Regions from separate parts of the Hordeum vulgare genome. Here all the other regions are linked to region 2. A link is a contact called in public Hi-C data. All regions are on one chromosome and are shown on one strand. Each heading gives the region's core, a stretch centred on a gene start, on an enhancer-like site or on the middle of the called end of the contact. The rest is flanking DNA. Distances are from core to core; before and after follow the strand shown.

What was found. A called contact is a pair of places that touch in the nucleus more often than the background predicts.
Region 1: a Hi-C map of leaf shows a contact between it and region 2, with 4 times the contacts expected there. The contact joins the promoter of LOC123444479 here to the promoter of LOC123440284 in region 2. A contact is called at or near these places in 3 of 6 Hi-C or Micro-C datasets (leaf and seedling) and 1 of 1 datasets of contacts at active chromatin or transcription factors (embryo).
Region 3: a Hi-C map of seedling shows a contact between it and region 2, with 4 times the contacts expected there. The contact joins the promoter of LOC123444480 here to the promoter of LOC123440284 in region 2. A contact is called at or near these places in 2 of 6 Hi-C or Micro-C datasets (leaf and seedling).

What each region holds. Positions count from the first base shown.
Region 1 is chr3H:498,634,241-498,638,597 of MorexV3_pseudomolecules_assembly, reverse strand. It overlaps LOC123444479, which reads left to right and starts at 2,924. Exons shown (of 2, transcript XM_045121199.1): 1 at 2,924-3,543. The coding sequence starts at 3,134. The coding sequence ends at 3,538.
Region 2 is chr3H:498,350,960-498,355,416 of MorexV3_pseudomolecules_assembly, reverse strand. LOC123440284 reads left to right here and starts at 2,743. Exons shown (of 2, transcript XM_045116862.1): 1 at 2,743-2,963; 2 at 4,004-4,457. The coding sequence starts at 4,069.
Region 3 is chr3H:498,794,498-498,798,520 of MorexV3_pseudomolecules_assembly, reverse strand. LOC123444480 (glycerophosphodiester phosphodiesterase GDPD6-like) reads right to left here and starts at 2,744. Exons shown (of 12, transcript XM_045121201.1): 1 at 2,531-2,744; 2 at 743-921; 3 at 349-532. The coding sequence starts at 2,546.

The DNA.
Region 1 (4,357 bases), core at 1,675-4,174, 280 kb before region 2:
ACAAATCCCAGTCTTGATCCATACTAACTCAATGGACACCTTCGGAGATACGTGTAGAACACCTTTATAGTCACCCAATTACGTTGCGACGTTTGATGCACACAAGGTATTCCTCCGGTGCCGGTGAGTTATATGATCTCATGGTCATAGGAACAAATACTTGACATGCAGAAAACAATAGCAATAAAACGACACGATCAATATGCTACCTTCATAGTTTGGGTCTAGTCCATCACATGATTCTCCTAATGATGTGATCCAGTTATCAAGTGACAACACTTGCATATAGCCAGAAAACCTTGACTATCATTGATCAACTGGCTAGCCAACTAGAGGTTTGCTAGGGACATTGTTTTGTCTATCTATCCACACATGTATCTATGTTTTCATTCAATACATTTATAGCATGGATAATAAACGATTATCTTTAAACAAGAAATATAATAATAACTATTTATCATTTCCTCTAGGGCATATTTCCAACAGGAGGAGGTACTACGCCTGCGTCGATGCCATGGTGAGTTTGATTTTGATGTTGTTTCTCTTCATTTGTTCTCCTCCCCACTGATTTGTTTCTGTTACTACAAGTGAACAACATGGTGGTTGTGGATTTTTTGAATGGCATGATGATCCATTGCCGAAGTTTTTGAGTGATCAGATTGGACATCTGCGAGATGAAGTGCATAGGCTGAGAGGTGGATGGAATGATTGTCGATTTGAAGACGTCACTCCATTTGTCGCTGTGCCTGAATCTCAAATTGGAAGAAAGGTGTTGGCTATATCTGTGCAAGATCAGATGAAAGAGAAGAATGCAGAGATAGATGCACTGAAGAGGAAATATCACTATGTTGTCATTGTTTTTGTTGTCTTCGTGGTAGGTTTAGTGGTAGAGAAAATGCTACTACAGTAAGTCTGTTCACTGACAGTTGAATGCAATGTAGTAGTGGTCTTTTGGCAAGTTAAGTCTATTCCAAACCCTGGCTGCAAATGCTACCGTTGTATGTACTAACAGTTGTATCCAAGTTAATGTTTGCACTGAATGAAATAGCAGGGAAATTTGCACTGATATAGCAACTCCATCCTTGACATTTAGTTCTCATCCAGCACTGCCATTTAGTAGGTTTTGGCCATTACAAAAGATATGTTTGCAATATGAACATTACATCAGAAATGTTTGAAACATTGCAACATCAACAAAATTACTAGAAATGATCAACTTTGATCAATGACTAGTAGTTTCCACTGCAGGTGAAATACTGATAGGTTGGCATTGTATCAGCAGCCCTTCTTCTGTCCCTTTTAGCTCCAGATCTTGTCCCTCTTGTAGTAGATGCTCTAGGATTTGCAGATGCACCAGATGAGCGAGGTGCAGCAAATGAGCCAGGTGCAGATCTCTTTCTTGGAGGTTTAAACCTGTTGGTTCTTGGAGAATTTGCAGATGCACGAGATGCAGCAGTTGAGCCAGGTGCAACAGTTGCTGGTGGAGCTTGAGGTTGTGATGCAGATGTTCCTTTGGTTTGCTGCCATTTTTTGCAAGTTAGGATAAGTGTGAAGAAACCACTTTAAATGTAGTAAGGAGATGAACAAAAAAAATACCTTCCATGGATTTTTTTCTTAGAAAGATGTGCATTCTTCTTCTTGCCTCTCTCTGGATTTTGCTTACAGCTTGACTTGTTGTGTCTAGTATCACCACACAATGAGCATTTGATAATTGTGCCATGCTTGCTCATTTTCTTCCCCTTTGGTTGCCCAGTTTCTTCTCTTCTCCTGTCATTTTTGCTAGGCCTTCCTTTCTTTTCTTTTCCTGGCGACCTTACATATTCAGGAGGCACTAGCCTAGGATTGGGTGACACTGGCCACATCTCCTCACCCTTAACTGGCTGCAAGCAATGCTCATAAATTTTGTTGAACACTTCAACAAAATAGCAAGGAGCAATGTAATCCTCAACACTTCTGTTGCACTTGTAGATGGCACTAATTGCATGGTGGCATGGAAGCCCTGCGAGCTGAAAGTAGCCACAAGAGCATGTCCACTTATGTAGGTTCACTGTATATTGCCTCCCTCTCCCATTAACTTGCTTCACTTCAAAACCATCTTCTCCATTCCAAAGCACCTCCAAATATTGTGTCCTTGCTATGCTTTTCTTGATCTTCTTGAATACAACATGGCACTTTTCTTGATCTTTCCGAGGAAGCAGAAAATAGAACTTCATCGATTCCTTTAATTGAATATGATCTTGTAGAAAACCTTTCACTTCCTGCAGAGACACTTTATCCCTCTCAATCTCTGACATTGCTTCTTCTCCTCCAACATAGTCCAAATTTGGACCAATGTGGATGAACTCCCCTCCAATATGAAATCGAACGCTCAAAATCTCAGTGGGGTCCATGATTAAAATGAAATAAACACACAATGCGGTCAAAATCAAGCATATAAACCTATTCCTCTTCATAAAAATTGAACCTTTTCTGCCACCAATATCGTCCCCAAATTCGTACCTCAAAACCCTAACCCTAATGCGACAACAACCAAGAACGACTACTGGCAGGGGAGGAGGTCATCGAGATCATTACCTGCTTTGTGGACGCGTCCTTGAGTCGTCACAATCGTCGTTGCGCCACCGATCAACCGCCGGTCGCCATTGCCGTCGCAAGAGGAGGAATAGCAGGGGACAGGGAGAGAACGAGGGGAAATGACAGGGCCAAACTGGGCCGGACCACTTTTATCAAACAAGTCGCGCGCGGAAACGACCCGCAATCCCTGTCACGTCGGCAATCCCCGTTTGAGAAATGCTACCAGGGTTTGATTTAGACCAGAATCTAAGAATTTATGGTATAAATCACAGGGATTTCGAGTTCGGTGTTCGATTCGTCGAAGCCCTGCCAAGGTTTAAGATGAACATTTTTTCAAGAGATGATATTCGCGATAGTTTCTCCTTTCCACCACTCTGCTCGTTTCTTGGGCCTTCTTCCCGGCCAGACGGTCCAGATCAGGCCACGTTGCGCACCCATAGCTAAATCCAGGTTCTCCGGTCTTCACCGTCGCCGAATCAGCCGCTTCCCGCATCTGTCGATCTCCCCTGCTCCCACCCTCCCCCTTCCCGTCGGGCCGTAGCCACCGCACCGTCCCCCGATGGCCGCCTCCGCCGCCGGCGCCGGCAAGTCACTGATCCAGACATTCCGCAAATTCTTCAAGAAGCCGTGGGAGATCACCGGCCCGTGCTCCTCGCCCGAGTACCGCAGCGCGCTCCCGGGTGCGCTCGAGTACCGTCAAACCTGCCCGGCCACCCTTCGCGAGAACGACCCCAAGGCCGTCATCCCCACCTCCGACCCGGAGACCGTGTTCGACATCAAGTACTACCCGCGCGACTGCCGCCGCAACCGCCCGCCCGTCCGCCGCACCCTCCTCCGCAAGCCCGACCTCGAGCGCTACATGGCCGCCAAGCAGTTCGACCCCGCCAAGGACTTCCCTGTCCCCTACGTCATGTCTGCCGTCGAGGAGGACTACAACGCCGTCGGCGGCGGCTACACCAAGTGATCCAGGTGAGGGCTGCAACCTTTAGATCTGGGGTTAGAGCTAGGGTTCCCTGTCATGCAGGCCTAACTGTAATATTGATCTGAATCAGTGTCTGCCTGTTCTTTTTATTATCAAATGTGGGCTCGGGGCGTCAGTACGTGTGTATAGTTGATAACCCATCCTTGCTTTGGGAAATGAGATATTCTGTCATGCTGCAACTCGTGAAATAGTTAACCACTAGAGTACCTCCGTTCCAAATTATAAGATGTTTTGGATATTTCAATATGAAGTACATATGGATTGAAATGAGTGAACAAACACACTAAAACGCTTACACGTACATCCGATTCAGAAAGAACTTAGAACATCTTATAATGTGGAACGAAGGGAGTAATTATCAATGATTGGTTCAACAGTAAAACCCATCTTCATCACCATCTTTTTAAAGGGAAATGCATCATGCCTATTGCATAAGTTTTTAGTTATAACCTGACATCTAGGTTAAGTATATCATTGCGTGTTGCTAAGTTTCTGGTTTTCAAGTGTATATCAAAGATATATTGGTTGGCTTGAACATCATGATGTAAAATGAGGATATCGTTTAAATGAGCTACGAGAACCACAAGCACTGTCTTCCATTCCCTTTGAGCCTACTGACGCCGCAAGAATCCAGTTCCAGTTCCAGCACCACCCTACCCTATCCTTTCAAAACTGCGGGCTTACGCCTGAGCGTTCATGTCGGGAACCATTCGAACCACTTACAAATTCTTGCATGACAACAGCTAATCAAAGCAAAAGAAATGGTTGCAGAAAGTTGGGAATAATCCAAGCTACAAAGTT
Region 2 (4,457 bases), core at 1,494-3,993:
ATAACAAGAAGGACATGATGACATGCATGATCCAGTTAGACTAAATATACTTCAGATTGTGTCTACTTGGTATGAGCGCAGAACATTATATTTTCAAACAACCATATTATATATATTCGAGGAAATGATATGCATAGTTGACATAAGCTATTCCTTTTTGTAGCACTAATTATGAACAATTTTTGACAACTTAGGGCCGAGAGGACATATGCATTTCGTTGTAAAGAGAAGGTAAGGCACCATCACATAAAACCAAATGATTATTCATGCGATGCCACCATAAAAGAGACAGGAACAATCATAATATATTATATTATTCTTCTAAATTACTCATAGAATATGGTCTCTCTCACTGCAGTATCATGTAGTGACACACATGCATTAATACGATGTGACACTATGAATAATGATGAGAGAGATGATACTAATAGCATTGTTATGATACAATATCATACTCCATCCGTTTCTAAATATAAGACATTTTAGAGATTTCATTATATACTACATACAGAGTAAAATGAATTAATCTATACTCTACGATATGTTTATATACATCCATATGTAGTCCACAGTGTAATCTCTAAAAGGTCTAAAAGGTCTTATATTTAGGAACGTGGGAGTAGCACACAAAATGAGAAAATTTAATGCCAAGTACATCTTGTACACATTATGAGATTCTGTCGATAATTTTTTTTGACCCCAAACTGTAGGAACTTCTTCCCTGAGATTCATCTAAAAATTAATAAATAAGGTGGCATTTATGGGGAAATTCACTTTGACTCATAGGTGAAGATGCACCTATTTTCTAAATTCATTTTTGTAAATACACATGTCGCTTGTACATCCGGACATTATATGTTCGTGCACAAAGTTTTGATGAAAAAGAACATTTTCTGTGGCTGTTGTAAAAAGACAATTTTTGATGCTCGATTGTAACTATTCACAGGATATTTTATATTTTTTTTCTACGTGACATAAAAAAAAATTTTGTGAAATTTTGTGTGCGAGCATAGAATGTCTAGATGTGCACATGAAATTATTATTCGGAATTTTTTGACATTTTAAAATGTGATCTTTTATATATTTTCATAACAGATGTATCTATACATATGAGCCAAAACACCACCTCTGCATTTGTGATTTTATGCTATGATATTATGCAATGAGAAGATAGTAACCATGCAATATAATGCTACCTATTGGATTCATGCTTTAACCAGTTGCTATAAAAGTTCAGATTTATGGATAAAGGCGCAAACAATATATTTCAACATCTCCCTCGCGTCTTGTCTTATTTAGTCATTAGACGTGGGATCAATATAGGCTATAGAATATATATATTGTTAATACTATGCTGTCAGGGTCTTGAACTGAAGATTTTTATATTTTTAACAGAAGGAGCTATAACAAGTGAAACTTAACGCGGTGAAAACACAACCCCAGCTACAGAAGCAAAGGAACTGGCGGGAACAAAAGAGCAACATCACACGACACATCCCTGGATACTGAAATCTCAAGAATACGCGAAAGATAAACTAGCCTGAATCAATTCATCCAACCTCACATGGAAATGATTCTGTCCGATTATTTCCCTCCTTTTTTGTCCAAAAATACATGTCTTTACCGTGGATAAAAGCTGGAGTGGTCCTGCTCTAGTTGATGCTGAAAAGAAGAATGGTCCCTAGCCTAAACTAGGTAGCCTCCTAGACCTCGATGTCGAAAGATTTGTAAAGGTACGCGCGGTAGTGTATCCGGTCCAAATATTGGAAAGCCCAACATGTAAGCAATCTAGCGATATATCTCAAAGTTGTGCGTGCACTCGCCATGCTTCAGCCTTAAGGTGCTGGCCAATGACGGAATCCACAACTTGTTCTTGCAAACTTCGGGTTCTAGCTTCTAAAAAGGCAAAGCAATTGGCATGCTAGCTAGCTAGCTAGCTGCTAAGTGCTAATAATCCATAGGCACAGGTGTTGCATGTCAATGTCAACACAAATTTCGCCGTTTCTTGCCACTGCATGCGTGCGCGGGTAAATGTTAGGTCCAGCATATTTTATCCTGTCATTTCATGCCAAATACTCCCTCTGTATCTTTTTATAAGACTGTTTTTGGAGTCCATAATAGTGTCAAAAACGTATTTGATTAATTTACAGAGGTAGTTGCCATATAGGAATGCCTCCAGTAAAAATGAGGTGGCAGCTCGCAGCACTAAATGGGCAACAAATAGGACTTGCTTGCTAGTACGTGTCTGGAGGAGCGATCTATCGGCTGTAAAATGAATGACTTGGGTTTTTCATGGAGGATAACAAACCCGGTCTCTGTGTCAATTGATGCAGGAAATCATATATTGCTAGTATTTCCAATCTATCATTGATTTAGTAAAAGTTATGTTAAATCAGCAATAATTAATATGAATTAGATGGAGTAATCAATTATACGATGAAAAGGAAAACTTGGTACACGTTACAAACGTCGTAAGCTCAAGTTTATTACGGAGTAGTTGTTTGCATGGAAGTAAGCTCAAGTTCGGACATAACATTTATGCTCACGTACCTGGCCCTATGAGCCGGTGGCCAGGTCAGCCGCCGCTACGTACGTACAGGTGGGTGGAGGGAGGGGATCGATCGACTCAGTGAAGTGAGGCGGGGGAGCAACACAGCACAGCTATGGTGGTAAAAGGACAGGGACAAGCGACAGCGACGCTAGCTGCTGATCGATCGATCCCACCATTTATGCAGTCGCGGCAGTACTGTAAATACCCACCACAAGCTCCACTCCCACATCCTAATTCGCTAGCTCGCTCTCGCTCCCGCTGCCGCTCTCAAGCTACCTGCTGGCAGCTAACTAGCTAGGGTTCGCCTACAGAAGGTGACCGCGAGCTGGCTGGCCGGAGAGACCGAGCAGCTACGCGCGCCGCAGCTCGCCGGCCGGGAGCTGCCTAGCTAGCAAAGCTCGGTGGAGTTCTTGTGAGTGAGCTTCCTTAATTCCGCTAGCTCTCCCATGGGTGTGTGTATATAACTATATATATGTGTGGCTGTTTTGATTTGTTGATTCTGTTCTATAAGGAATTGGAGATCCCGGGTGTACTGATAGGATTTTGTGGGATTTCTTATTTTTTGGTGCCTTTTCGCGGTCCTTGATTAGAATTTCATGCGGCGGATCTGAGCGAGATTTGTTAATTCCTATCGCTTTGTATACAGATTCTTTGGGGCTGTCGAGTCCTTTCGAGAGATTGTTTTCCTTTCCCACCCAAGTGTTCTTGCATCCAAACCAAAGCTGCACCGGATCCAGAGCTAGAGGACCATTTCTCTTTCGCTCTTCTCTTCTCCTTTTTCCTCGTGGGAGCGCCCGATCTGAACCGACTAGTTTAAATTACCCATTCTCATCGCTTCTACCAATTGCTGACACCCAGACTTTAGTTAGAGTTAGAAAAATTGAACCCAGGATCCGGAGCTAGACAGACCTGCAGCTGCAGGATTATGAAAAGGAGGCACCTAGCACTCAATACAGACCCTCGCTTCAGAGAGGCGCCCAATTAATGGTGAGACTTGCAGTACGACTCAATTCATAACTCGACTGCAGAACAATCAAAGAGAGGGCTGATGGCGGGGCTGGCCGTTCATATGTTCAACCGTCGAATCATTCTCTTGGGCACCGCATGCAGTGCAGATCGTGCCGCGCGCGCCTGCGCATCCACAGCGTCCACGGGGGGGTGGGGGGCTCAAGCTGCTGCTATTCCATCTCTTCTACTGCACCAGTTGCATGCAGCTTGAATAAAGCTGCCGCGCGCTCTCTCCTCCCCCAATCCCATTCCCTCGGTGCCGATGGAACAGTACGTACGTGGCGCACATCCACCGGTAGACCCCCGGCGCGCCGTTTGGCACAGAGCTTCATTGGTGGCCTGCTCATATACGAACACAAATAAATTTGATGCCTGTTAATCTCTGTTAGCTGCAGCTGCATGCGATGTTAAGTAATAGATCGACCTGGTGATATGATATGGCAGGTGAAGCTAGCTAGCGGACGATCAAACTGATCGACGATGCGCCTCGTCGCCGGAGGCCACTTGAGATGATGAGCAGCAACAACCAGCAGCAGCAGTCGGCGGCGGCAGCGGCGGAGGAGGAGCAGGAGCTAGCGCGGAAGCACGCGGCCGCGGTGGCTACGTCGCGGCAATGGTCGTCGCAGACGGAGTCGCGGATAGTGCGGGTGTCGCGCGTCTTCGGCGGCAAGGACCGCCACAGCAAGGTGAAGACCGTCAAGGGTCTCCGCGACCGGCGCGTGCGGCTGTCCGTGCAGACGGCGATCCAGCTCTACGACCTGCAGGACCGGCTGGGCCTTAACCAGCCCAGCAAGGTCGTCGACTGGCTGCTCAACGCGGCCCGCCACGAGATCGACAAGCTGCCGCCGCTCCAGTTCCCGCCGCATCAGGTCGACCTCATGGACCACATGATGACCTC
Region 3 (4,023 bases), core at 1,495-3,994, 440 kb before region 2:
AAATCAAGAAATAATAGGTTCACAGGTTTACCATTCACATTCAGTTCATATCCTCAGCAATATGCAGGTAGTGTCAGTTCAGCAGCAGGTGCAGATAAACCAATATGATATTGTCATGATTTATCAACCACAGAGCTATTTGTCAAATTAATGTTGGCAGAATGCCAGCAGGCAATGGTTCTAGGACATCATGCACGAAGTAGTGTCAACTTTCTAAATTTGAGTAAAGGAATAATAATTTGATATATTTTTCTTGCATTACATACCTAACTTTTGATGCTGCAAATATATATCCGAACAGATTTATAATAATGAATACAGAAACAGGGTTGGTTATAATAAGCACACCTACAAACCAGCCAGTAACGTTGGCCCATTCCACCTCGTAGGTTCTCCTTCGATTGGCGAACTCCTTATGGACGGAAATATCAGTTGTATCATCAAGTGTCACATCATGAAAGCAGATCAATGCACCATCTTTGCTAGCAAGGATGTCAGTCTCTATAAAATCTGCACCTTCTTCAATAGCCCTCTGCAACAGTTTTTTTGTCATGAAACATAATTTTCCAACGGCGAAAAATCACATGATTGAAACTTATCAGAATTGAGTTTTGTAGCATTTGCAATGGTCAATTTAAGAAATCTAACCATCCAGTGATATATCCTCTTAATAAGGGTATCATCTTCCATATGCAAAAAAGAGATACTATTTTATTTGTCATGTAAATTCTATGAGCTGTACCAGGTAAGCAGCACTTGTTTCCTCCGGGATTTCCCCATTTGAGCCACGGTGAGCAATATTATACGGTCGAAATGTCTGTATTGGCTTCTTCTCTTCATTACTAGTCTTACTTGGCAGTGGAAAGAATGGTCTAGCAATGGCCACATGTAATAGTAGCAGAAGAAGAAAAGGAACATGACCTGCCAAGGATGATAACAGAACTAAAATAAGATAGCTTGACAAAAGTTAATTTTTCATTGTGATCTTTGTAGACAGTTTAGAAATAAATGTTAAATATTTAACACTGTTATTAGAATCCTCATATCCAGTCCGAACAGAAGAGTTCAACTATATTCTAACAGTGACAAATATAACTACCACAGAGAGCCCTCTGAATTTTTTTTTTAAATAGCCATGAGAACATGCAATACTGAAAACATTACATGGCGTCAAATATGGGTAGTGTCAAAACTATCACAGGAGATAAATTGAATCAAACACTTCCACAGAAAATTATTTAAAGACAAAGTCCATGAAGATTCATTATAATTGGAAACGAGTTAGCATAAGTGCACAGATTTAATTTGGTGTTATATGGATAGGATATGTAGAAGGATGGATGCTATATGCAGAAGACGCGAGTAACCATGATATATGCAATGGGAGAAGAAACTAATCTAGCTGCTCTCCTCCCTTTATTTTCTATACTTCTGAACATATTGATGAAAGAATATGCACGTTGTGCCGTGTGTTTCTGTTTTCAGGGCTTGTTGAGCTGTGCCCTCAGCATTAACCCTTTTCGTACCTTCTGTGTGTTTGTACTAACTTTTCGAGTGTGTGTGTGTGGTGTGAACCTCTGTGTGGATGTTGTGGCTCGGGCGGTTTGCTTTATATATAAAGTGGGGCGAAAGCCTTTTTCGGTAAAGAATATGCACGTTTGCACTATGGATACAGCCAATGAAAGATTCTTCATGGACTAGCATTGTTGAAAAGAAGTGAAATCCTCAGTTTTTAATGTTTATAATTTCTTGGTTTCATTTATGTTGCATTACATATTGTGCAGGTCATAATTCACACGATCGAGTTTGTGTGTTTCTTCTGTGGCACTTGTTTAGAACTTATCTTGAATTTTTTTTAAGATAATGTCAGCGCTTCCCACACCAACAATTTCGGTTAAAGAAAGCACTAACATCAGGAGTTCACAGCAAGTTCCACTGCATGAAGGAAACGAAGAAAAAAAAAACTCTTGGCATAGCATAACATATATCAAATGAGGGAAAATCTGAGACCAGAAACTTGTCTGTATATCCTGCAGGCTGCAGCCTAAATGTGAGCACCCTGGTCCAGTTTGCCCGACCAAGCAACAGTTTCCCCACAAATATAAAGCACTAAACCGGCATGATATAAAGCACTAAACGGGAGTAATAAAAATAGTAATGCACCTAACATAGCACTACCAGTCTACCACTAACACTGCAGAAACTGTACAGAATCGCGCGGACTAGCGCAACCCCTAGAGCACGTTCGTTGGCTAGTTGCCGCCCACCCCAATCCTAGCAGAGACTTCTGTGGTCCTAATCTGCACAAAATAGCAGCCATTGCCTAATTGCCTTATCACGGATCACCTCAATTCGTGCCTGCACATCGCCGCTACACAGTTTATCTGTCAACCGAGCGTGTGGGCGTCAGAAAAATCGCACAGGAGGAGAAAGGGGAGGAATAGCTCTGGACGGGCTCGATAGATCGCCGCGGCGGGGAAGTATCGGGGGCGAAGGCCAGCTAATCGAATAGGGGGGGAAGGGGGCTTACAGAGGGACGGACGCATAGTGCTGCTGCTTCGCCCGCTGCGGTTCCGATATCAGCGGGAGGCGAGCAGAGGCGGAGACCCGAGAGCTTGGCTCTAATGGAGCGAGGAGGACGACGACGGCACGGCCGGGCCCCTCCCTCTCTCTCTCTCTCGCTATATTCGCTCCCGCTTTTTCTTTCTGGCACGCCGTTAACGTGCCATCCTCTTCTTCCTCCCGTTTTTTTAATCTTCTGGGCGCCCGTGACGGGGACGTATATACGCCCACCGATGCTGCGCTCCCACGTTGGCGGAATATTCGGAGGACAACCTCTTTTGATTTTGATTTTGAAACTCGTGGGACAATCTCTTTGGGATGAACAGCTAGTGTTGATGGGATTATGTAGGACAGCAGGAGCACTTGGGGAGTCGGGATACGATCCGTGTTACCTCGCTTACATGCGGGCCCCCCGTATAAACAGCCGATCTTTGGATAGCGGTGTGAGCCGTGCCGGCCTCTTTCCGGCCGGTGTGTGGGGGGCGACTAGCGACGGGCCGTGTGCGGCGAGCCCGCGTGGATTAGCGGATACGCTCGTGGTTCGATCGTCTACGGCCTGCCTTTTATTTTTCATGCTTGTATTTAGTCTTTTTGTCACAATACAATCACTCACATGCACGGACATACAATCAGCAGCCCTACGAACGCATGCATGTACATTTTATTTTTATGAACACCTTCAAGAAACTGAGTCAACATATTATTTTTAGATTGATAAAGTTGTCACACACGTCTTCGTAGGCGACGGAACGTCTCCTTCCACTCAACGCACATCGACGAAAGACCTAAAATAAATCCATGAAAATACGAACTTCATTGTCAAGCTTGAAACTTGAACTCTGATGGATAAAGAATATCACCGTCTTTCTAACTATCTAATCACATATTGATTCGTCCTTATATTTAGTTGGGATTAGCATCATTCGTACAAAATTAGTTAACACTCCAACAAATGTATCTAAATTTGTAAAAAAGTTATAGTAAAAAAAGTTATTTCATAAAAAGTATAAGAGGAGTCCACGAGCTGTTGGAAATATGCCCTACACGTAATAATAAATTAGTTATTATCATATTTTCTTGTTCATGATAATCGTTTATTATCCATGTTATAATTGTATTGATTGGAAACTCACATACATGTGTGGATACATAAACAACGCGAAGTCCCTAGTAAAGCCTCTACTATACACTAGTAGGAGAAATGCTACCAGTAGCGCTGGTTTGTCCCTTACTAGTAGCGCTGGTGCCAGCACTACTTCAATTGCACTACAGCTAATCTGTTAGCAGTAGCGCTGTTTTATCCAGCGCTACTGGTATACACATTAGCAGTAGCGCTGGAGCAGATAAAGCGCTACCGAAAACCCAGCGCTACTGCTAATGTTACTGCTTTCAATGTTTAATTCCTGTCGTATTAGTAGCGCCATTATACATGTTTTCATACAGTATCATCATAATACATCA